Regions from separate parts of the Rattus norvegicus genome. Here region 2 is linked to region 1. Evidence: chromatin contacts called from public Hi-C data. All regions are on one chromosome and are shown on one strand. The core of a region is the stretch at or near the end of the contact, and the rest is flanking DNA. Distances in the headings are between cores, read along the strand shown. Region 1 overlaps Musk (muscle associated receptor tyrosine kinase). Region 2 has its middle 120 kb from the start of 4930522L14Rikl.

Region 1 (6,554 bases), core at 1,015-3,514:
TCAGGGCGGGCACTGACTGTCTAGCCTAACCACCTCCCGGGCCAGTCAAGAAAGTGGAAGGCAAGTCATCCCTTATAAAAATGGCAAAAGACTTCTTAAAAACTATAGACTTTTTTCTATGAGAAACGGTTCTATACTTCAGGAAAAAAAACAGCAACAGGAGACGGTTGCTACCCCTGGTTCTAACATTATGTCTTCCCCCAGAAGATTAAAAAGCTATTTGGAAGACACGAGTATAACACATAAAGCAATTAGATGAGAATTTATCAATTAAGTCCAAATGAAGACCATGAGGTAGGAGCTTTAAATTGGCAGATGACAAGTTCAGAAGTCACTTGGAATCGCCATGGACACATGGGTCACATGGTGAATTTAGGACTGCAACCTGTCCTTGAAATGACCAGCAAGCTGCTCCACGGGGAGCAACCAACTTTCAATATGTTCTCACAAAGTAATCTTTCATATTTTTCTCTAAGATAACCCCAGTTCTGTGTGTGTGCATGTATTTATACGTGTGTATTAATGCCAAAGCATGTCAGACATGTGTGGAAATGTGCGTCTATGCATAGAAAGGAGTTTTTGTAGTTTACATATGAAGGTATGTCTTACCTACCTACCTACCTGGTTCTCAGTCCAATCTCAAGCTTGTTTTCTGGAAAACATCAAATCTCAGACACTGTTGCATCTCTTTGGTTGGTTCTGTTTAGCTGTCGTGTGTGTGTGTGTGTGTGTGTGTGTGTGTGTGTGTGTGTGTGTGTATGTGTAGGTCCTTTCACAATTTTTCAGCCCTAATCTGGCTCACAAATGGATCTGTATTTATCTCTTCTGATAATGTCTGGGATACAAGCAGGGACTCTTCCTGGTATCGTAGAACACAGCTAAATTCCAGCACTCAAGAAGAGGAGACAGAGGTCCACGCATAGCATACGATGCACAGTGAGACCTTGTCTCAAAACAAACCAAACAATAAAAAAACAGGGACTCTACAGTTTCTAAGAGTCTGGTATAGAAGAAACTAAATCTTCCTCTGTACTTTACCTGGCACTGTTAGGAATTCTGTACAAACCAAATTTCTTCATCTGGACTCAAGGTTCATTTGACAGTCAACTTCCGAACCTTATTTTTGTAATTGACATCAATTTATAAAGTGTTAGCAGACTCTAGCCTGGATTCTTAAAGCAAGAAGATAAAACTAAACACCGTCGACTTCTTGGTGAAGGCAGGAGAGATCAGAGAGTGTCAGATCAAATTGGAGATTGGGTCTGAAGTACAGAATGGAGACACAGGTCACAGCAGAGGACTCCATGTCTGAACCTGAATGAGGACACTGCACTCCTGGCTCTGTTCTGGTTGTAGATCCCTGAGTCTTAGACGTGTTGTTTTGTTTTATATGTAAAAGAGCCCCAGTCACACCGATCATAGTCAATCAGAGAGTAAGTGGTGTATGACATATATGGAAATACCCACCATCTATGAAGAACAGTGCAAGCCTATTCCTGTAAGAAACAGTGGTTACCAACAATATCACTATTTTTCCATATACATGCATACTGCAACTGACTTATAATTAAGTAAATCTTTTTTTTTAAAAGGTCTGAAAGGATTGGAACAAATAATCCTTGAGAGCTTTGTGTGATATGGTCAGAGTGAACATTTTAGAAAGACTAATTTGTTTTTTAGTTTCTCTTGGTTAGGGTTTCTAAAAAAAGTGTACAAATTCCTCATCTTTTCTTTCTAACTTAGAGTTTTAATTTTTCTGTTTTCTTTCTTTCCTTCCTTCCTCTTTCTTCTTTCTTCCTTCCTCTCTCTTTCTTTCTTTCTCTCTCTTTCTCTCTCTCTCTTTCTTTCTTTCTTTCTCTCTCTTTCTCTCTCTCTCTCTTTCTTTCTTCCTTCCTTCCTTCCTTTCTTTCTTTCTCTCTCTTTCTTTCTTTCTTTCTTCCTTCCTTTCTTTCTTTCTTCCTTTCTCTTTCTTTCTTTCTTTCTTTCTTTCTTTCTTTCTTTCTTTCTTTCTTTCTTTCTTTCTTCCTCTCCCAGAGCAGACTTGACTAGTCTGTTCCCAGAATGCTTTGTTCTTCTCTACTCTCTGAGTTGCCTCTGGGGGTTAAATGAGAGCTCCAGATCTTTGTTGTTGGTAGGCCCTGGTTCTGCAGAAACCCCCTAATCCCCTGTTTACCACAACAGGAGTCTATTACCATAGAAATGATAGCTGAGATCCCACAGTCCACAGCACTGACTTCACAGCAGGGCCTGGTAAGATGAGAAGCCAGGCAAACAGAGGAACAGAATTCACTAGAATAGTAGGGACTCTGTTGCCTTGAAAGAAAGGGGGGATTGTCCTTGTCCACATTAAAACAAAAATGCATGAATGAGCTATGTCTTCGAGTATGCTGTAGTTTATTTTCTGTATAGTACTGCCTGACTACAAGTGGTAATTTGGAATCTTATGCCATGGGATCGTTTGCTTGCAAAGAAAGGTCAGTGCTTTCCCTTCGTGGCATTCGTTTCTTATTGAAATAAGAAACAAGTAGAGTCTAATAAATCGTGCACAATGGATGCTCTGCGGTCCATGGCCTCCCTTCTCACCATGCATTGTTTTGTTTCTGTTTGTTGCCTGTGTGTCCACCTCCTCCTGTTCCTATTAACAGAAGACAGTGAACCCGAGCGGGACGCTAAAGGTATTTTTCCCTCTTTCTGCCTTGCTGCTTCTTCTCAGATGCACAGTCTACTTCGGTTGCTTATTTTCCTGACCTTAAGTCCTATCATGTGGGCCATGGGAATAAGAAGTCACAGAGAACTTGAAGCTGGGGCCGCTTCCCTGTAGATGCAGGTTACAGGTCAAATCACATTTCTTAGGAGAACATGGAATCCATAGAAGGGTTAGAATCCCATCTTCCAAATTCTAGAAGCACAGCGTGAGACTAAAGAAAAAAGAACGGACAAGAAAACTGATTCATACATAGTTTGGGTTTTTTAACTTTCATATTAGGAAAACTGTGTTAGTGTTTTTCTCATTGTCCTGACATGCTAACTGGCAGAGACAGCCTGAAGAAAGAGAGCTTTCGTTTGGCCCTGAGAGTCAAGGGATGCAAACCATTTTGGCTGCTGCAGCTCCATCTGCAGCTGCAAGAGGCCCATGCAACACAGTGGATCAGGAAGCAGAAAGCCTGGACCAGTACCACAAAATGCATGCAGTGCTCAAGGTCTGCCCCAGTGACCCAGTTCTGCTAGCTAACCTATATATCCTGACGAATTTAGAACCTGGGCTAGAGAGAAGCCTCAGTGGTTAAGAGCCTTATTGCTTTTACAGAGGACTCATCATTCACACTGGGAGGCTCACAGCTGCTTCTAACTCCAGCTCCAGAGGATCTGACATCCTACTCTGGACTCCTCAGGCACATGCGCTTACACGTGCACACACTATGTGCATACTCCCCCACAATTAATGCACACGTAATTAAAATGATAAAATAAATCTTCAAAAAAAAACCCAAAAAACAAAAAACAAAAAAACCCAAATCTCCCAAAACAGCAGCATCAGTTGTAGACAAAGTGTTCAACCACATGAGTGTGTGGAGGACATTTTAGATTTAAGGCATAGAAGAGGCCTAGTGCGTATTTACAATGTTTTCCTCTTTCTAGATACCAGGTTATTTACACCAATCAAGTAAAACATTCCACCTGGCAGTCTGGGTTAGTTTTAAGTCATCTTCCTTTCCCCTTTATTCCTGCCAGTCACTGATTGCTTGAAACCTTTACAAAGAACTCTCCAATGGAAGGTAGGAAATGCTACAGAAGGGAGAACGCAGGAGAAAATAAAATTTTTGAGATCTCACTGTTCCTTTGAAATAACCATTCAGAAATAGAGAACTGGCCAAAACGTGAGAAATCTCTTGAACGGAGAGGAGAGACTGGAGACCTGCCATTTCCAATGTTGGTCTAGGTCTTCGACTCCCTGTGTTTTCCATGACATCACAAGAACAACTATGATGGTCCCATCTCCCCAACACATACTGATCTTTAAAATGGCAATCATAAGACTAATTACAAATCTGAAAGTGATTTGGAAGATGAATGTGGCACCTGTTCAGGGTGTGAGTAGAAGGATTATGCTTGGATTTGTTGCAAACTATATTGCTGTAGGATTCCTGACCTTCAGATAGGGCTTCAAATATGCCAAGAGACAAAAACCCAAAACATGTGAATAGATTCTGTAAGAGAAAATCCTAAGGTTTTACACTGGCCGTGTCTTTTTTTTTTTTAAATAGTGCTGGTGATTCCTACCATACCTGCTCATGGGAACATGAATGAGGAAAAGTGGATAGCAAATTGGATAGTGATAAATCAGATTATATATATCAAGAGGAGTTGTATAATATCAGAATAATTATAGAATTTCCCCAAAACACTAAATGATTTCAAACTGCTATTTAGCAGTTTGCCTGTTCATATAACAAAACAAATTTTCTTACACGAAAGTAAATTATAAAATTAAGACATTTGACACACATTTGCAGCTAACACACAGATCTCACGTAGCTCCCCTGATGGTGTAGAATGCATTCTCAGTTCGCGGCTACCCACCGAAGCAATGAGATCTGCTACAGAACTATAACCAAGTTCATTCCTGCAGGGGATGAAGTTAGCCTGACTTTTATTTTTGGTTGCAGCTGCTGGGATTGACGTCGATGTTTGTTAAATGTTTGGAATTTCTCTCAGCCCACCTTCACCTTTCACATTTAGAACTGGAAGCCAATACAGATGGGTAGAAACACATGGGACTTATTGCTGATAAAGCTGGATTGAAGTGAAGCCTTCTAGTCTAGCTAACAAGGAGACTACAACAACTTCTGTTGGTCATTCTTGCCTCTCCAGCCTTTCTCACATCACATCTTAATGTTTGGGTGGAGAAGCCCTGACCTGGTAAACTTTCGATGACGTATCAAGCTCTTTCCTTTTCTGTAAATAGGATAGGCAAGAGAATGATGGTCCAGCATGGCTGACTTTCACAAACTATAGAAAACTTCATTTGCCTTATCTCACCAGGAAAGTAAGTCACTCACTCACCACTCATCACTCATCACTCATCACTCATCACTCACTCAACACTCACTCACTCTCCTCACTCACTCATTCATTTAATAAATACTGACCCTATACAAGGCAGGGTACATTTAGCAATACACAGAGACCTGCACATGCATAGGTCAGACTGCAGTGATGAGCAAAACAAGGCCAGACTTTTTTATAATGTTTGCATCCCGGGGAGAGGGACAATCACAATACAAATACATAAAGGACCCACAGTTGTCCAGTGGTGATAAGTGCTACGTGAAATATAACCAGAGTGAGGGGTAGGAAGGACCCTATGAAGACAAGGCATTTCAGTGAAACCTAAAATGTATGGATGATGCTTAGAACATTCTTTGGGAGTGGGAGGGAAGAAAGTGAAAGGAAGGGTTAAAGATGTCTGTCAATACTGCAAAGGGGACAAGTCTTATCTTTTGGAGAGAGCTCGAGAGTGTGGGATAGACCGGCTTCATTGTAATCTCCGGTCATGTTTTTTTTCTCTTAACACACTACACTTAATGACGAAGCCCACTTTGGAGAGAGCAACTATTTATTACCAGTTTTATAGTCATGGAGCCCCCTATGTGGCCAGTAGTACCCATCACGTGTGCCCAAACAGAGCCCCTAGAAAGCTCTGAATCAGGCAGGATGGGGAATGAATTAGGTTCAGCATCATGATGAGCTGTGCAGGAGTAGCAGACTGGTTTATTCTCTATCTCACTTTATGCTTAGCTGTGTTGCGCAGTATAGACCACCAAGGGTTTTGCAATGTACCTAAGTGGCAATCCATACAATGCAATAGCCTCTGAAACAAAAAGAAAGGCTGTAAATCAGAAAGCAGCAAGCCCACCCCTGGTTACGACATTTCCAAGAAGAACTCAATGTTCCTGAATTAGAACACTTGCTTCTATAAATCAAAACAGGAAAAAGACTCTAGATTTCCTATTTTTTTTTCCGGTTTGTTTTACGGTCCTAGTCTTCAACTAAAAGGCCCTCGTTTCAAGTCCAAGGGCTCAGCCAAACCATTCGAACACTTCTGTAACAAGACTGATACCAACATGATCCAATTCCCCGGGCTCTCAAGGACCACGCTGTTCTTAATGCTCAGAGACAGTGGGCTCCGTGTGCTTCTGATTACAGTGGCTCAGCTCAAAACCTGCAGGGCCAGCTCATGCACGCTCTATTGCAGCCACGTGTTAGAGCCGTGTGGCATAGCACAGGCCTCCATTACTCTCACCAGAAAACAAGAACAGTATGTGGCTAACCCCTGCTAGAATGTCGATCAGCTTGGGTTTGGCTGTCAAAAGAACACAGTCTGTGAACTCGGATTCGGTGGGGGGAAAATAAGTGAGCTCTTAGATGACATGTCCCTTAAACCTCTTTCAGCCCATAGCAGATTTCTTCCCTCTTACTCTTTATTCATTGAGGCAACTACATAATTTGCCATTTTAAGTTTTCTGTGTTCTGAGTTCGACAGACATGACATG
Region 2 (6,554 bases), core at 1,586-4,085, 97 kb after region 1:
GTCCACTGAGATAATTAGCACTCGTTCCAATGGCCCAATGGAGCTAGAACTAGCAAGGGAGGAAGACCACTAGGGTATGCGCAGGAACTAGTTCTGCCACTTTTTTATTTTTACTGGAACAGAGGTCCACTCCCAGAAGCACATGGTGAAGAAAAGCACCAACTACCACAAGCTGTCTCTGACTTCCACATGAGTGCTGTGGCCTATCGTACAGAATTTGAAATTTGTTCTGCTGGGTTTTGACCTTGCTTTGATACAGTATTTTCCCACCGTGCTCCTGGCCCTCCTTTATGTAATGGTAATATATATTCTGTGCCATTGTATATTGGAAGAGTATAATTTGGTTTTTGAGTTGGTAGAGGTTACAGCTGAGAGATTGCCTTGCATCTCAGAAGAGAGTTTGGAGAGATTGTAAAACAGTATGTGGACTTCTGGAATTAAGCTAAACGTATGCTTATTACAATATGGTGTCAAGCCACATTCAATGGAACTGTGATGGTTTGAATGAGAATGGCCCCCATAGACTCACATGTTTGAATACTTGGTCCCCCGTTGGTAGAACTACTTGGAAAGGATTAGGAGGTGTGGCCTTGGAGGAGGTGTATCACAGGGTGGGCTTTAAGGTATCAAAGACTAGTGCCATTCCCTGCGTGCTCTCTGCCTTCTGCTTGAGGTTTGAGGTGTGAGCTCTCATATGTCCCTGCCACCGTGCCTTTGCTCCACCATCATGGAGTCTAAACCTTTGAAACTGTAAGCTAAATTAAGTGCTTTCTTTTCTGGGTTGTCTTGGTCATGGTGTTTTATCACGACAGTAGAAAAGTAAGACGGTAACTACAGAAGAACCAGAATATTTCTAATGCCACAAGAAAAAAAAAGTCATTATAAAAGAACAAGAGAAAAAAAAAGAAACAATGCAATTTGTTGCAAGCATTTAAGCATTTAAGATCTAAATCTTACATGAAATACTAGCTAACATCTTTAAGAAAAGTTAACATTTCCTAAGAACTCACTGCCTGAGACACTAGTCTTTATATTTAAAATGTATTAATATAATCTCTTTATGTAATCCACAAAGCTACTCATACTTTACCTTTATACTTTGCGGACTAAGAGAGAGCCACCAAAGGTTTAATAACTTGCCTGCTAGCACTGTGATAGTGGGTGTGGAGTGCACAAGGCAACTCCTAAAGAGTCTGACACAGCATTTGATACCGCTACAGACATGAACGTCAAATGTTGTTTTAGAAACTAGTATTTCCCAAGGTGGCATCAGTGGCCACACCCAGTACAGTTTCATCCTTTTCTTGAATTAGACAGCTCAATGGCTCATAGAACATTGTCACGACATTAGTAATCTGAATAAAGAAACCCATTCCCCTCAGCCGTCCTCCAGCTCCCATCCACTCTAGGTGCACCACCAATGCGTCCTGTGTGTGATCCGCTCTACTGCAACAGCCTTTCATCCTAGGAGCTAATATCTCCACTCTATAGGCATGGAGAGGATGAGGAGAGGATGAGGAATCTGCCGGTGTCTAAGTCACCAGAAAACACTGAACTGGAAGTTGGGCCCAAGCACCCTGCTGTCGGAACTCATTCTCTGTAAACCTTTGCCACGTCACTGCCACGTCATATTACAAAAATGAAGACATATAAGCACGTTGGGATTTTCTTAGGAAGGTAAAGATGGTCCAACTTGAAAAAAATGTTATTTATTATGTGAATAACTACAATTTTTAAAAGTCATATATCCAAAGGCATTGAATAGCATTCAGTATCTATTTCTTTTTTTATTGTATTTTTTAAAATTTACATTTCAAATGTTATCCCCTTTCCCAGTCCATAAACCCCTTATCCCACCCCTCCTTCCCCTGCTACTATGAGGGTGTTCCCCCACCCACACACCCTTCCCGCCTCCCTGGCCTGACATTCCCCTACACTGGGGCATCAAGCCTTGGCAGGACTAAGGGCTTCTCTTCCTATTGATGCCCAACAAGGCCATCCTTTGCTACATATGAAAATGGAGCCATAGGTCCATCCCTGTGTTCTCTCGGGATGGTGATTTAGTCCCTGGGAGCTCTGGGTTGTCTGGTTGGTTAAATAGTGTTCTTATGGGGATGCAAAACCCTCCACCTACTTCAGTCCTTCTTCTAACTCCTCCATTGGGGACCCCATTCTCAGTTCAGTGGTTTTATTTCTAAGAGAAAAAAAAATCCTCTACATCAATAAGAATAAAAAGATCCATTTCTTTTTTTTTTTTTTTTTTTTTGGTTCTTTTTTTCGGAGCTGGGGACTGAACCCAGGGCCTTGCGCTTCCTAGGCAAGGGCTCTACCACTGAGCTAAATCCCCAACCCCGATCCATTTCTAATAGCAATAAAACTTAACAATGACCTAGGAAGATAGGCAAAAAAGTAATTAAGAATGAAGCAAATCTGTCATCATCTTAAATTCGAGTTTTACTCAATGTATCAAGTTAGTCAAACATGGAATCTCTATTCAAAGGAAAATGGAAAAATAGTTGTTTCTATGTAGTAAATTTGTATAAACAGAAAAGTCAGCTAGTAACCTTCTTTGATAGTTCAAAAGGTCAATAGCCCAAGAAATTAACAAGATGGAGCTGGGGAGCACTCAACAGCCGTGGCTGTCCTTCCAGAGGACCTATATTCGGTTCCCAGCACTCGCTCGAAACAACCGTCTGTAACTCCAGTCCCAAGAGTTCCAGCGCCCTCTTCTGGCCTCTGCTAACACTGCATGCACTGCATGCACATGAGGTACAGACATGCAGGCAGGCTCATGAATGAGCCTCACAAACACTCATAAAACAAATGGAAAAAAATGTAAAAACAAGAAGATAAATATGTGTGGAGGCAGAAGTGGGAATGAAGAGAAGAAGGTCTGAGGTTAAAGCACAAATCTATCTTTCAGGCTGAATGGGCCCCATAAACTTGAAATCAGTAAGCCTGTCTCATCTCCCAAGAATGCATACCAGTTAAAATTCTTTACATTCTTTTCCCTTGCCTATTATGCCTGGAAAAATACTTGAAACCACAGTGCTGGACAGAGAGATTATTTTTGTGCATCAATATTTTTGCTGGAAAGAAGAGGGGATGGTTTTTGTAGATCCTTGAGTTATGGTGAGTTGACGTTTTTAGTTGTAGGATTTATTGCTAATACAGAAAAAGGAAAATCTTTAGCAGAAGAACGTTGGAAAAACCGTCTTCTTTGACCTACTTGTTAAAACTTCCTGTTTGTGAAACAAACAAGAGAGACCCCGGAGTGCTTTGAAGTCTGTGGCTTTGAGGAAATGACAGAGTAGCCCCGTCTTAGAACATCTCTCAGGCCACTCAAGTCCCCAGGGACCTGTTCTCAAGGGAATCTTCTGCCGGTCGAGCCACGAGTTCATGTGCCTCTGTTCAGCTAGGGGTTATCAGCATCCCGAGAACTTGGCCCTAACACACCCACTGATAATTTGACAAATTGTGTACTTACATTTCTTTATTAACCTCCCCGACACTGAGGCTTTAGTGGTTAAGATGTCCACATATTCACTGATCTTTAGAATTAGACTAGCTTCTGAGCTGTTCCACATAAGAATGGACTAATAGTCAGAAACCTTGGCCTGAGTCTCAAACGGCCCACATAGATATCAGTGTGTGATCTTGGTCAAGCCACGTGTTCCACTAATACCCTACTATCGCCTTCATCAATGTCCCTAACTGTCTGTTGGTCATCAAACCCAGTGGCATTATTTACAGTCTCATTTGACTACTACCTGAAGTCTTTCTCTTTGACCTTCATAGTATAGCCCTTAGGTGTTCCTACCACATGCCAGAGAACATCATGACAGCTTCATGTGTGTATGTAATGCATTCTGATCACATGCAGCCTATTTCTCTCTCCCATTTCCTTCCCTCTCCTGATGAACTCTTTTCCTTCCCATTAAGTTTCCCCCCTGAGCAAAGTTTAGAGCAGTGACTTAAGGAAAGGCCATTCAGAGCCTGCCCAACATGTAGCACATATGTGTGTGTGTGTATATATATATATATATATATATATATATATATATATATATATACTATACACAGCCACCGAAACTAGATAAGATTGATGAAGCTAAAAGTGCATGCTGAAAGGAACTGGTTATAGGTCTCTCCTGAGAGACAAATCCAGAGCATGTCCAATACAGAGGTCAATGCTAGCAGCAAACCACCGAACTGAGAAAATGACCCCATCAGGGGAATTAGAGGAAGGATTGAAAGAGTTGAAGGAGCTTGCAACCCCGAAAGAACAACAATGCCAACCAACCAGAGCTTCCAGGGACTAAACCATTACGCATAGACTGTACATGGACTGACCCAGGGCTCCAACTGCATATGTAGCAGAGAATAGCCTTGTTGGGGCATCAGGGGACTGGGAAGCCCTTGGTCCTACTAAGGTTGAACCCCCAGTGCAGGGGAATGTCAGAGGGCAGTTAGGGAGGTCGATGGGGGAAATACCCATATGTGGAGGGGGTGGGAATGGGGGCTTATGGACAGGAAACTGGGAAAGGGAATACCATTTGAAATGTAAGTAAAGAAATATATCTAGTAAAAAAAAAAAGAAAGTTCCCCTCCTGTTTTCATGGGTTTATTTTGTGGCCCAGTGTCACTGGATCCTTAATGATATTCACTAGTCCACCTATAGCATTTGGCATCTGCATCCGGAACTCAGTTATTTAGGCTTAAGGGCCACTTTCCCTGCATAGCGTCACCCAAAGCCACACCCCAATCCCAGGCATTCATCCTGAGACCCAGACTGCAGACCATGTATCTCCATCCGGCGACGCCCAGAAATGTAAGCTCAACAGGCCCCAGGTTCAATTACACAACAGTGCCCCCCAACCCCATGTCTCCTCACACTTCCCAAACCTGGAAATCATACTGGCTTCTTGAGTAAAGCTGATGTTCCTAGCTTACGGTTGATTGTTTAAGCAGCAATTTTGAGAAGCAAAAGTACTTTTTGTAACTTAAACAACTCAATCAGGTCATGTAGATTCTGCCTGGTTTGGTTCCCTTGCTCTTGACCACCTTTACCTCCATTCCCCTAAGAGTGCCCAACCCCTCCTCTCCAGCACCTCCTACCCTCCATACCTTGCCTGACACCAGCTTCCGTCACATACTCCTCCCACGATAGCCTTTTGCCAAAGGCAAGTCTGGGGGTCTTCTATGGCTTCCCATGTCTATAAGGTTATTTAAGATCTTCTGTTTGTATTCAAGACCCTTGGTGATCTGGCTTCAGCCTGTCTCTACACTGTCCCCTCCAGGCTTCTCCCCATATGCCCTGCTCTCTGCTTAGGTCTTTCATTTCCCAAAAAACAACAAGCTGTCCCGTGTATCCTTTCCTTCCTGGTATATTCTCCTTCTGACGGAATGCCAGTCTAAACCCCAATGCGTTTTGTTTTGTTTGTTACTTCTCTCATTCTCCTAAGTTCCAGTTCACTGGTTCTTCTTATAAGTCATCCCTTACCCCCAGTGTGATAGATTGTGACCACAACTATTCACAGCTTTCCGAAGTTACTTTTTTTAATTTTAAATTTTTTTTGTGTTTTTTCTTTTTCTTTTTCTGCTTTACATATTTTTTTTACTGTTGGATATTTTTTTATTTACATTTCCAATGTTATTCCCTTTTCCAGTTCCCCGGCCATAATCCCCCTATCCCATTCCCCTCCCCTTCTTGTGTATATCTGTGTGGGGGGTGGGGCTCTATGTGCAGGTAGGTGCAAATGCCAGAAGACCTTGCACTTCAGGCAGAGGCCAGTAGAGGTCGCCAGAGCACCTGGAGCTAGAGCTTCAAGTGGTTGTGAGCTGACCAACACCGGTGCTGGGAAGCACCTTCAGACCCTCTTCACGAGCAGTACTAGCTCTCAAGTGAGGAGCCGTTTTCCCAGCTCTTGCATTTACATTATGCTGTGGCCTCACCACAATCAAATTAGACTTCCCTGCACCTTTACTCTGCAGTTGTCTGGTGCCTCGCTTCATAACAACTCGGAAGCAGACACGATAGCATCACCAGCTCCAAGCCCCTCTACACAAGCTGACAGCACAGTTGTGAAAAGAGTGGGTCTGACTTTATCCCACAGAGAGAAAGAGATATACTTGGACCAGATCCTCTCCAGCGAGTTGACCAGAGTCAAGCTTCACTCAGTTGACCTTCTGATGTGATGGTTTTCAATTTATTGTAGTAATCGATAGTTTTGCTTGTCTACTCTTGCTGTGATGAAACACCATGATCAAAAACAGTTGGGGAGGGAAGGGTTTGTTTGCTTCCACATCCTGAATCACACACAGTCCATTGAGAGACAGCAAAGCCGAAACTCAAACTCAGTAGAAACCTAGAGCAGGAGCGCATGCAGGCGCCACAGAATGATGCTACTCACTGGTTTGCTCATCATGGCTTGCTCAGTGTGTTTCTGATAGAATCCAGGACCACAGCTCAGGTATATCCCACTCAAAATGGGCCCACTGCTACCAATCTCTCATTATGAAATATGCCCTACAAACTTGCTTGCCTACTGGCC

The links. A called contact is a pair of places that touch in the nucleus more often than the background predicts.
Region 2: a Hi-C map of Schwann cells shows a contact between it and region 1, with 5 times the contacts expected there. The contact joins two enhancer-like sites.

What each region holds. Positions count from the first base shown.
Region 1 is chr5:77,902,482-77,909,035 of GRCr8, forward strand. All of the region lies in intron 5 of Musk (muscle associated receptor tyrosine kinase), which reads left to right. Among named protein-coding and RNA genes, the nearest start is that of 4930522L14Rikl, 19 kb to the left of the region's middle. Within about 2 kb of position 2,265, at least 14 of the 93 cell types and tissues checked have an H3K27ac peak or open chromatin away from gene starts, as enhancers often do. A contact at or near this core is called in Schwann cells, where this site is marked.
Region 2 is chr5:77,999,161-78,005,714 of GRCr8, forward strand. No RefSeq gene overlaps it. Among named protein-coding and RNA genes, the nearest start is that of 4930522L14Rikl, 120 kb to the left of the region's middle. Within about 2 kb of position 2,836, at least 11 of the 93 cell types and tissues checked have an H3K27ac peak or open chromatin away from gene starts, as enhancers often do. A contact at or near this core is called in Schwann cells, where this site is marked.